Regions from separate parts of the Macaca mulatta genome. Here region 2 is linked to region 1. A link is a contact called in public Hi-C data. All regions are on one chromosome and are shown on one strand. The core of a region is the stretch at or near the end of the contact, and the rest is flanking DNA. Distances in the headings are between cores, read along the strand shown. Region 1 holds the start of RSBN1L (round spermatid basic protein 1 like). Region 2 holds the start of PTPN12 (protein tyrosine phosphatase non-receptor type 12).

Region 1 (5,874 bases), core at 1,381-3,880:
ATTGTATTGCAAATTAGGACTTTCATATTTGCAACTATATCTATAATAAAGGCATATATGTATTCTTGCTATACTACTTGTTAATACCACTATTTAAGAATCTTCTTAATTCATTAAAACAGAACTTCAATTCAGTTAAATTCAAACTTTAGAAAGATATAAGTATTCCCCAAGTTACGAGGGAAAAATTTTCACCATTAAATTTACCACCAAGACACTGAAAAGCAATCTTTTTCTGATAGTTTTTCAATAAGAGCATTTCTATCTGAAAAAATGAAAATCTTACAGTAGTGTTAATATCTTGCCACTACTCAAAAAAATCCACATAGGTCATGGGAAAAGATCATTCCCACATCTTAATGTAAAACCTATTACTGTTTATATTCAGGATTAACAATATTAGTGTTAACCCTCAAAAGGAGGAGGATTCGAAATGTAATTGAAAAGACTATAAAAATTCCTCTTTAACAGCCATTTCACTTTAAGGACCATTTGTGTACTCCACATTTTAAGTTAGAATTGTTAAAGAATGCTTATTCTCAAATACTCCATTACTCCAGCTATGTAACATTCATATTTACTTCCTCTTTCAGAGAACTTAGAGCAAATGTGCAGTTTACACACCACAAACACTAGTGATGATACCAAGCTGCTTACGGACAGACTTCCAGGCACTTATCCCCTAAATTTTACATATAATTGTTAAAACAAAATAGCTTTAAAATACTAACCACCTAAAATTCCTGAATAAAAGTACCATAAATCCCATCCTCAAAACCATTTTCCTAGAAGCAACACTCCCGGAAGCTGAGAGATCTTTACATTGCACCAGAGTCCCTAATGGCTATGCTTAGATGTCAAAGTTTTGCTACAGGCAAAAAATATCAAGGAAGAAGTGGCACTATTGCTACATGCACATGCAGCATGTTTTAAATTGTGAAAACAAACAATATTATACCAAACAGAAAATTTTTCATGACCTAAGCTACTGTTAGATCAGCAATGCCAAAACTGCTTGACATTTCTTTTTCTAAAAAACAAAAAAAAAGAGTCATTTGACAACACTGTGTAGCAGTGCACATTTATAATGAAGATCATGCGCTTTAAGCTTGCGATCACATAAAGATTTGATTTTCACCTAGTCTGTATATTGCACTACTGTCAGATCATTATGTATCCGTAGCTGAAGTGGCAGAAACACCTATTTTAAAGAAACACTATCTGAAAAATTATACGACTAGCCTACATTTAAAAACAAAACTGACCCTCTCTGACAAGAACCCTTAAGAATCTGCCTTTTTCTAATGCTCAAACAATCTGCAGCCGCTTGACCTGTCCAAAAATCGTCAAAGCTCCTGGCTCTTATCATTTGCTGCAGGAAAAAAAGAATATGGCTGAAAATTCTTTCAGAAGGGTGCTATTTCAAACAGGACCACCCAAAACACTTAAGAACACGCAGCGGAGAGTAGGGTGCAGGGAGGGTACCTTACGAAACAGCGCACTTCGGGCCCTGTACGCTACCTCATTTCCCTAATAGGGATGAAAAGCTCAGGCCTCTGGTAGCTTCCAGCTGACGCCAGTGCTCTCTCCACACCCCTTTTTGACAGGATTATCCGGGGTTGAACGCTGTGTCACAAATACGAATTCCCGCGACCACGTCTAAATGGCCTAACAATCAACCGAGCATCTTTTACAAGACCAAACCCTTCCCCCATCCCGTTCCCTCCATCTCTCTCCCTAGCCAAACACACCTAGGGGAGTCCTCAAGATGGATTTTTACAAATCCTGCAGCGCACTAACTGGGAGGAAGAAACGATACAGAAAATAAGAGCGTCGGCCATCCCCTTCTCTGCAACCGAAATTACAGGCTCCATTTCCTATCCCCTTGGGAACTGCAAAATCCTCTGCTGAAAACCGGACGCCTCCCGGCCCGTCCAGGCTGGCGCACGAGGCCGCCGCGCTCCCCCTTCCCGGGCCCCGTGGGCGCCAGTGGGGCGGCGGGGACCCGCGGCACCCTCCCCTCCCCCTCCCCGCACGGCACCCACCTCGGGGCAGCGGCTTCACCTCCCCGTTCTCCTCCCGGGAGGCCCCGCCGGCCTCTCGGGCCCCGCCGAGACCGTGCCTCCTCCTCTCCTTCTCCCGCTTCTCTTTAGGTCTGCGCGACTTAGCGTTAGCCGAGGCAGCGGCGGCGGCGGGCAGAAGGAGATGGTGAGGTTGAGCGTGCAGCAGCGTAGGAGGGACCAGCAGTTTGCGCGGCACCGGCTGAGACAAGGAAGCGGAGGCTGAAGAGGGAACGGCCGTGCCAGCGGAAAAAGAGAAACTGCTCCGAGAAGAGGACGGGGAGGGAGCAGCAGACAGAGGGGCAAAGCTCCAAGACGCGGAGCTGCCATAGCTCTGAGGCGAAGGAGCTGACGGCGGCTGCAGCTGCCTGCTGTTCCCGCCGCTGCCCCCTTCTCCGTTCACTCTCCGCGGTGCCTTCTTCTCCTCAGTCCGGACCTTCTTGGCGGACAGAGAACCCGGAGGGTCCCGGGAGGAGGGCTGCAGCTTGCCAAACGGTTCTTTCTCCGAGACGGTGGCGGTGGGGGCGGAGGCAGCGACACAGTGCACTGGGCTCGGCGGTTCCGCCATTTTGCGCTTCTGTTGTATTTACTCTCCTCCGCTAGCCGGCGCGGGGCAGGGGGCGGGCCCTCCGCGTGGGCTAGGGAAGGGGCGGAGCGACCGGGCCACCGACCGGGACCTCCATTGGGCGAGCCACGCTGAGAGATCCACCTAAGAGCCAATCAAAGGCACAAACATCAGACGAAGGGGCGGGATCGCCAAAGGGACCCTCTTTGGAGGTCAGAGCTCGGCGGGGTGCGGCTAGTGGCGGATTGCTCTGCGAGGGGAGGGCTTTCCACTGTTGCCAGCGTGAACTCGGGTGCCGGGTGGATATCAGGGAAGAATCCCTGCCCTGGACCCCCAGATCTGTCTTGGCCCAGGTAGCGATCGTCTCTGCTGCCAAGAAGACTTTTAGCTTGTACCACTTTCCCTTCCATTTTTCCTGGGGTACCGCTCACCGTGCATCTGCGCGTTCAGAAAGCTGGATTTCGGGGATGCTCAGTTCAGAAGAGAAAAATTTGCCGGGAATCAAGTCCTTCTTTTTGTTAGTCGGTAGTCGATGATGGGAGGTGTTCAAAATCATTTGATGTGGTGACAAGGTACGTTATTATTGCTAGATCATGTGCTCTAATCCATTGAGGGAGATAACTTCCGGCAACTCTAGAACTTTCGGATTACTTACAAGCTTGAAGGAGAGAGTCTGCCTGGATTTGGAGACTTTTTTGAACTGTTGTGGCTAGACCCTTAACATTTTTTATTTATTTATTTATTTTGTTTATTTATTGAGACAGAGTTTTGCTCTGTCGTCGAGGCTGGCGTGCAGTGGCGCGATCTCGTCTCACTGCAACCTCCGCCTCCCGGATTCAAGCTATTCTCCTTCCTCAGCCTCCCCAATAACAGGGATTACAGGCGCCCGACACCATGCTCGGCTAATTTTTGTGTTTTTATTAGAAACGGGGTTTTACCATGTTTGCCAGGCTGGACTCGAACTCCTGATCTCAGGTGATCGGCCCACCTCCTCTTCCCAAAGTGCTAGGATTACAAGCGTGAGCCACCGTGTCCGGCCTTAAGATTTTTATTTTATAATAATTATTATAACTTAGAGTTGCCAAGAAAAATTTGTTGGCGATTATTTATAGATGTTTGAAAGACAAGAATTGTTTTTTTCGATTTCTGTATTTTAGCATTTAGTAAGCACACTGCGTGTTGGATGTTTTGTAAGCATGTGCTTTGATTTTTGCTTCAAAGATAAGCAATTTGGGGAGATGGGTTTTAGCTTAAAAGATAAGGAATGTGGCCAGGCGCGGTGGCTCACGCCTGTAATCCCAGCACTTTGGGAGGCCGAGGTGGGCAGATCACAATGTCAGGAGTTCGAGAACAGCCTGGCCAACATAGTGAAAACCTGTCTCTACTAAAAATACATAATTAGCTGGGCTTGGTGGCACGCCCCTGTAGTCCCAGCTACTCTGGAGGCTGAGGCAGAAGAAGCCCTTGAATCCGGAAGGCGGAGGTTGCAGTGAGCTGAGATCTGCCATTGCACTCCAGCCGGGGTGACAGTGCCAATTTATTCATTTTTTAAAGAATATTTTTAAGAATTTTTTTTTTTTTTCGGCCAAGAGCGGTGAGTGGCTCACGCCTGTAATCCCAGCACTTTGGGAGGCGGTGGTGGGTGGATCACCTGAGGTCAGGAGTTCGAAACCACCCTGACCGACATGGTGAAACCCTGTCTCTACTAAAAATACAAAAAAAAAATTAGCCAGGCGTGGTGGTGCACGCCTGTAGTCCCAGCTACTCGGGAGGCTGAGGCAAGAGAATCACTTGACCCCTGGAGGTGGAGACTGCAGTGAGCCGAGATCGCGCCACTGCACTCCAGCCTGGGCAACAGAGTGAGACTCCATCTCAAAAAAAAAAAATGTTCTGAAGTCAAATTTAATATTGGTTTATGGTCTTATTTTTAGGTGCCTCAAATTTTTTAAAGTAATAAAATTATTGAATGTGTAACATGAAAACTTTCTAATTGGAATTGACTGGCAGCAGATGTCTTCAAGAAAATTAGCATTGGTGGGAGAGTGGACCGAGAGGATTAGGCTGGAAATCATCTGCTAATGCACTAGTTTCGTGACCTTAGTCTGGCTGCTTCACTTGTTAGGTCCTCTGTTTTCTTACCTGTTAAATGAGTAAATTTGATTACATGATCACTAAGGTGCCTTCCACACTCAACTTATGCCATATTCAAGAAGATTTTCAAAATCACTCCGAAACTATTACAATTGAATTCAGTTTTTAATTGTTGACCCTCCTAATCTAGTAAAGTGTCTCTAACATCCATTAATATAGTGCCTGGAAACTTGCACCACTCATTCTCTGATCTCTAGCACACAGGTCTGGAAAATCTGACTTCTTTTTTTCTTTCTTTTTTTTTTTTTTTTTTTTTGTTGAGACGGAGTCTTGCTCTGTCACCCAGGCTGGAATGCAATGGCCAGATCTCGGCTCACTGCAAGCTCCGCCTCCCGGGTTCACGCCATTCTCCTGGCTCAGCCTCCTGAGTAGCTGGGACTACAGGCACCCGCCACCTCGCCCGGCTAGTTTTTTTTGTATTTTTTAGTAGAGACGGGGTTTCACCGTGTTAGCCAGGATGGTCTCGATCTCCTGACCTCGTGATCCACCCGTCTCGGCCTCCCAAAGTGCTGGGATTACAGGCTTGAGCCACCGCGCCCGGCCTAAATCTGACTTCTTAAGAGCCCAGGTAAACTATACCCTTGCCTGCATGAATTTGTTACTCCTTGCATTACATTATACTCTCATGCACTGTTATTAGGCCTGGCACTAAATTTGTATAGCCTGGGCAAGAGTGTGGCTATGGAGGTCCACACACCATCTGTCTAAATATTTAAAAAATAATCAAGATAACAAACTTCTATAAAATACTTTCTATTCTACTTCCTTGACAGATCCACTTTCATATGAATTCATAATTCATATGAATTTAGAGTTCTCAGAGTCCCCGGACTGACCCCATTCTCCTCCCATCCCCAACTTCATCACCTGCCACACCAAAAGGGGCTGTACATACACCCAACATGTCCAGGCATATGTCCATATCCCCCGCCGCCTGCAAATGGTGATGTGCAATTGGCAGCTCACTCTGCCCTCAGATCTAGCCAGTCTAAAAGAGGAGTGCAGGCTCCAGGCAGGCATGGCCCCTGACCTCATGGACTCCTCATCCTTTACAGCAAGAGGAGGGCCAAGTAAACAGAGGCCCCTTACCCAGGTCTA
Region 2 (5,932 bases), core at 2,868-5,367, 160 kb after region 1:
TGAGACCCCATCTCAAAAACAGAACAAAACAACAAAACAAAACAAAACAAAATATTAACAGACGTAGCCTTTAAATGATAGGACTATAGGACGGCTGGATAGAGCAAAAAGAGCATTGTCACCAGAGTCAGGCAAGTGGAGTATTCATTTGAACTGTGGTCTAAGTGTAAAGCATTATTATTATTCTATTAATTTCCAAATTTGGAATAAACATTATTTTATAATGGAACAGAGTTATATCAGTCACATTAACTCTAAGGCTCAGTCATAAAATGTTAAGATTTTAAAATGCATTTTTAATCAACATCAGAATTTAAGAATAATAGTTAGAATCTATAAGCTAATATTTTTTTTCTCTTTCCATGCCAGGGGAACATAGTTCCTCTCCAGCCTTCCAGTCAGGGGAAAAAGCAACACCAACTACCAGCTGCCTTAATTACAGCTATTGCTTATCAAGTCAGGAAATAAAAAAAAAAAAAACCAAGCCCTATAAAAGAATAGCCTTAGTCATCAAATCTCCAGTGTAGAATCACCTAGCTATACCTAGGTATTATGGAAGAAAAAGGAAACTCATTCAGTCTTTGAGAAATGAACTCTCGGTGGCGCATGCCTGTAATTCTAGCACTTTGGGAGACTGAGGCGGCAGATCACAAAGTCAGTCAGATCAAAGTTCAAGACCCGTCTGGCCAATACCATGAAACCCCATCTCTACTAAAAATACAAAAATTAGCCAGGCGTGGTGGCATGCGCCTGTAATCTCAGCTACTCAGGAGGCTGAGGCAGGAGAATCGCTTGAACCTGGGAGGTGGAGGTTGCAGTGAGCGGAGATTGCACCACTGCACTCCAACCTGGGCGACAGACGAGACTCCATCTGAAAAAGAAAGAAGAAAGAAAGAGAGAGAGAGAGAGAGAGAGAGAGAAAGCGAGAAAGAAAGAAAGAAAAGAAAAGAAAAGAAAGAAAGAAAGAAAGAAAGAAAGACAGAAAGAAAGAAAGAAAGACAGAAAGAAAGAAAGAAAGAAAGAAAGAAAGAAAGAAAGAAAGACAGACAGACAGACAGACAGACAGACAGACAGAAAGAAAGAAAGAAAGAAATGAACTCTCCAATAGGAATCCCTGACTCATCCCCAAAGCATGAACCCTAAGGCTACTTCTCCAATACAGGAGTTCAGAGGCTGGGCACCTGTCCTGATGGCCCGCATCACCAAACAATGCTCCTCCCTGTCGGTATATGCCTAGGGATAACAAGGTGACTAGCATGCAAACAAGAAATGACCAGGGACCACACCATCTCTTCTTCCATAACCAAAATAAGATGGTAAAAAACTAGTTTTAGGCCCGGCACAGTGGCTCACGCCTGTAATCCCAGCACTTTGGGAGGCCAAGGCAGGTGGATCACTTGAGATGAGGAGTTTGAGACCAGCCTGCAAATATGGCAAAACCCCATCTCTACTAAAAATACAAAAATTAGCTGGGCGTGGTAGCTTGCGCCTGTAGTCCCAGCTACTTGGGAGGCTGAGGCAGGAGAATCGTTTGACTCTGGGAGGCAGAGGTTGCAGTGAGCTGAGATTGCACCACTGCACTCCAGCCTGGGCTACAGAGCGCAGAGCAAGACTCGTCTCAAAAACAAAAACAAAAAAAGCTAGTTTTAAACGCCTTAAATATTCAAAGTATTTTCTTCTACTTTCGCTAGAAAGTAGTAAAAAGGGGACTGCATCCAGTTGCTGTAAATGACACCATTCAAAAGATACTAAGACAATTAAAGTTCAATAGTAAAAAAGGAAAATACCCTCTTTTCCTTAACCCTTTCAGATCAAAAAGTAATTTTTCAAAAATACATAGGCTAAATATCAAGAGCAAATGTTTAAATATAAGCAATATTTTTATTTTTAATAAGGAATAAGTTAGATTATTTAACTTATATTTTCAATCTTCAAAAGATACTGAGAAAACTTTACTTCCATCCTCAATTATTGGTCTGGGGAGGCGGGAATCACAAAGCTCAACGATACTAGTATAATATTGTGTAAGGTCAAGGACCTATTTTATAAGCAGTTAAAAATTTAACGCTAAGCTTTACTGGACAGGTCTCTTTAAAACGTGAAAAAGTATTCACTACTAAGTCATATCACCTCCACCATAAAAACTACTGTACTTTTTAAATAAAAAATAAAAACTAGCCAATGTCTGCTGCCCATTCATTTTACAGATATTAACTGTGTATCCTTTTCATAATCAGGTTTCAGAGTTAAGTGATTATTCTTGGAGGTGTACCTTACCCAGGATAAAAATTTTCCCTAGCTGATTTCCCCTTCCCAACCCCCGCCAAGACTAAGGAGCAACCACTTCCCAAAGTCCCACTTCCTTTTCCATTCCCCAGACCTACAGGGTTTCCAACGCCCCAGTCTTGCGCAATATCCGTAGGAGCAGCAGCCGCAACCACCGCCTCCTAAGCCGGGAAACAACCCTAGAGGGAACATTGTCCAGCAGAAAAATAAAAGGGGCGGGGGTTGGGGGGGGTGGGTAACATAGGAAGTCGACTTCTGGTCCCACGCCTTCGGATCTGACCCCCTCATAGTGAGCTAGAGCAATAGTGTATCTAGAGCAGTTTCATGAACAAGACTTTTAACCTTCACCTCCTCTCAAGCCTGCTTGCACAAGCAGAGGGCGGAAAGTGGGGGGTGGCGGAGGCGGGGGGGGGCGCTGGGAAGGTTATCTCCCAGTTCAGGGCTTCGGCCCGTAGCGACGCCTCCGCCCCACCAGGACTATTGTTCCCAAGTTCCCCACCCCCACCCCGGATAGGAAGTGATAGTCACATCCCCTTCGCCTTCGGCAATATCCCCTGGGGAGTCCGAAGTCGGTTTCCTTCAGGATAATCCCCCCCACCCACACTTATCCCCTGAACCGGACCCCAAGATCACCTTAAACCTGGGTCTCAAGAGAGGAGAAGCGGGACGCGGGTAAATGGAAATTAGGTAAACCCATGAGATTCCTTATGGACAATCCTTTCCCAAGCGTTGGAGATCATGATTGCGACCCCAGAAACGGCAGAAGTCCTACCTTGCCCGCTTTGAGACCAGCTAAAGCAAAGGGATCCCAGGAGTTAGTGCCAACCTCAATTCCCCCGTTCCTCTGTCAGCCACGATCTGCACTCCTCCCGGTCACAGCCAGATACCCTGCCTCGACCCTCCTGGGAGGAGCGGACTGGGCGGGGAGATGTGGAAACGCGAGCACCCCCCGGCCTGCACCTCACTAGTCTCCGGCTCCCGGCCGGGTAAACAATAGGTGGTCGCGAGCCGCGGTGCAGGCTGCAGGCTCGGCCGCTCGGCCGCTCCCTTCGCGCCCCGGGCGCCCGCGCGGGGGTCGCGAACATGGGAGAAGAAAGGAGGCCACGGCGGGAGGCGCTCTCGATTCCCGCCGGCTTCCAAGACCACCCGGCCCACCGGGCTGGTGCGCGCCCCCTCCGCCCCTTTCCTCACAGAGGTACACAAAGCACTGGCGGCCCGGCCGGGAGAGGCGGCGATGGGCTCCGGCGCCGGCGAGACAAGGCGACAGCGAGGGGAGAGACTCACCATGAAGTCCCGAGCGAAGTTGTCCTCCCCATTGTGGTCAGGACTCTTCATGGCCTGGACCCTCTGGATGAATTTCCTCAGGATCTCCACTTGCTCCATCCTCCCGCGTCCCCCCGGCTGCGGTCGCTGGCCCCCCCGCCGCCCGCCCGCCCGGCGCAGAGCCCGCTCCGTCTTCCCCAGCTCGTTTCCCCAGCACGTCCCTCCCTCCCGACCCCCGCCAAGCCCCGCGGCTCCCTCCTCCTCCCCACTGCCCTAGGCGGCGGCTGCGGCGGCACCGGCTGGGCTCCCGACACCACAACTTCCAGGAGCAGCCGCCGCTCTCCCACAGTACCAGGCGAGCCGCTGCGGCTAGCGCCAACCCCAACCCCCAGCTTGCTCCATCCTCCTTCCCCGCCCTCCTCCTCCGTCGGAGACGCCGCCGCCGCCGCCGCCGCCGCCGCCGCCGCCGCCGCCGCCTCAGGAACACAGCTAGCTCTCCGCTCGCCCTGCCCCCCCTTCCCGGTTCTTCCTCCCCCCCACCCCCCGCCAGCAGCCGCAGCCGCAGCCGCCTCTCCCCACGGGCGCGTCCCCGCCGCCACCCAGATGCGCGGCCTCGCGCTGCGGCTCCGCCCCAAGCGCCGCGCCTGCTGATCCATCCCCGCCCGCCTCCCGGCCACGCCCCCAAGCCCGCCCTGCCGGCCCCAGGCCCGCTTGGAGTGGCTGGAAGGCACTTCAGCGGGCGGCCTGGAGACCTGACTCCACTTCCGGGGCGTGGCCCCGTTCAGGGATCTTAGAGGTCGGAGTAGCGTCGGGAGGAGAGTTGGTTCCTCCGAAGGAGGGAATGCGACTCAGAGCGGGGCAAGCAGTAGTGTATCAGAGTAGGATTCTGCTGGAATTTGCGGTCTCACCGCCTACTAGGGAAGAGAAGCAGTTTTCAGGAGTCCCGCACCGCCGCCAGCCGTGGACTGGGCCTACAAGTCACGGCCTGTGGAGTCCAGGAGTGGGGGCGGGCGAGGGCTGGCTGGAGGCAGGCTGGGAACTGTAGTAGTGTCACCGCCACGTTCGCGGCAGGTAGATGCTCATTTTGGTAACGGATTGGTGAGAGTGGATAGCAATTAGGCTTCGGCACCTTGGAGTGTGGCTCAGCTAAGGGAAGTGAAACGCTTCCTGGGTGAGAGGACTTTTATTATTTGCGCATCCTCTTAAACCTGGCGAGTGAGCGCCTGAGGTTCGGAGTGCCTTCTTCCCGGATGACGCGGGTGTGGGATCTTCGTGTTTGCCGAACTGAAGGAAATTTGCCTTCCTGCCTTGAGGTTCGCAGCAGTTCATAACTGAATAAGAGACTTCCCTCAGTAGAATGGACTTTATTTATAAATCTATTAAATCTTTTTTTTTTTTTCCCCAGAGCTAAGGTCTTGCTCTATCGCCCATAGTGCAGTGCTATGATCACGGCTCGCTGCAGCCTTGAACTCCTGGGCTCAAGGGATCCTCCTACCTCAGTACATCACCAAGCCCAGCTAATACATTTTTAAAATTTATTATTTATTTGTTTAGTTTTGGTAGAGAAGGGGTCTCACTAGGTTGCCCAGGCTGATCTCAAATTTCTGTGCACTGGGGATCCTCACCCCCTCAACTTCCGAAAGCGTTGGGATTCTAGGCGTGAGCCACCGTGCCTGGCCTATAAATCTTTATTCATCTTTGTAAACTTCTATCAGAGAATTTATTCTGGTCTAACTCATCATTTTACAAATAAAGCGACTTCCTGACATCCCCCAGAGTATTCTTAGCAGAGCCGTAACTAGAACACAAGTTATTTTACTTTCACAACAGTGGCCTCTCACAATGTGACAGAACTGAAGGATTTGATCCGTGAACTGAATTTCATCATTTATACCCACAAACGTTTTTGTACAGAGCAGGGAATTTGGTTATAATAGGAAATATCAGTGGTAGAATACTTTATTAGATGAAAGTTAGGAGCACTATGGAATTTAGTGAAAAACTCATAGAAGAAAACAGGTGTAGGCCGGGCGTGGTGGCTCATGCCTGTAATTCCATCACTTTGGGAGGCCGAGATGGGAAGATCACCAGGAGGCGGAGGTTGCAGTGTGCCGTGATCACACCACTGCACACCAACCTGGGCGACGAGACTGAGGCCCTGTCTCATAAAAAAAGAAAAAGAAAGAAAATAGGTGTAACAGGATACAGTTTATTTACTTCTTCAAAAAAAGGAAAATATTTCTCTTAAAATAATCCAACTAATATATCCACCCCAGAAATAGGCACGTCAGACCGGGTGCAGTGGCTCACGCCTGTAATCCTAGCACTTTGGGAGGCCGAGGTGGGCGGATCACTTGAGGTCAGGAGCTCCAGACCAACCTGG

The links. Hi-C and Micro-C count contacts between places; a contact is called where the count stands out from the background.
Region 2: a Hi-C map of CD4 T cells shows a contact between it and region 1, with 7 times the contacts expected there. The contact joins the promoter of PTPN12 here to the promoter of RSBN1L in region 1. A contact is called at or near these places in 2 of 14 Hi-C or Micro-C datasets (CD4 T cells and fetal cortex germinal zone).

What each region holds. Positions count from the first base shown.
Region 1 is chr3:141,835,912-141,841,785 of T2T-MMU8v2.0, forward strand. It overlaps RSBN1L (round spermatid basic protein 1 like), which reads right to left and starts at 2,631. Exons shown (of 8, transcript NM_001257886.1): 1 at 2,046-2,631. The coding sequence starts at 2,628. LOC144339904 (a long non-coding RNA gene) reads left to right here and starts at 2,841. Exons shown (of 3, transcript XR_013415477.1): 1 at 2,841-3,197.
Region 2 is chr3:141,996,506-142,002,437 of T2T-MMU8v2.0, forward strand. PTPN12 (protein tyrosine phosphatase non-receptor type 12) reads right to left here and starts at 4,118. Exons shown (of 18, transcript XM_015134192.3): 1 at 3,571-4,118. The coding sequence starts at 3,669.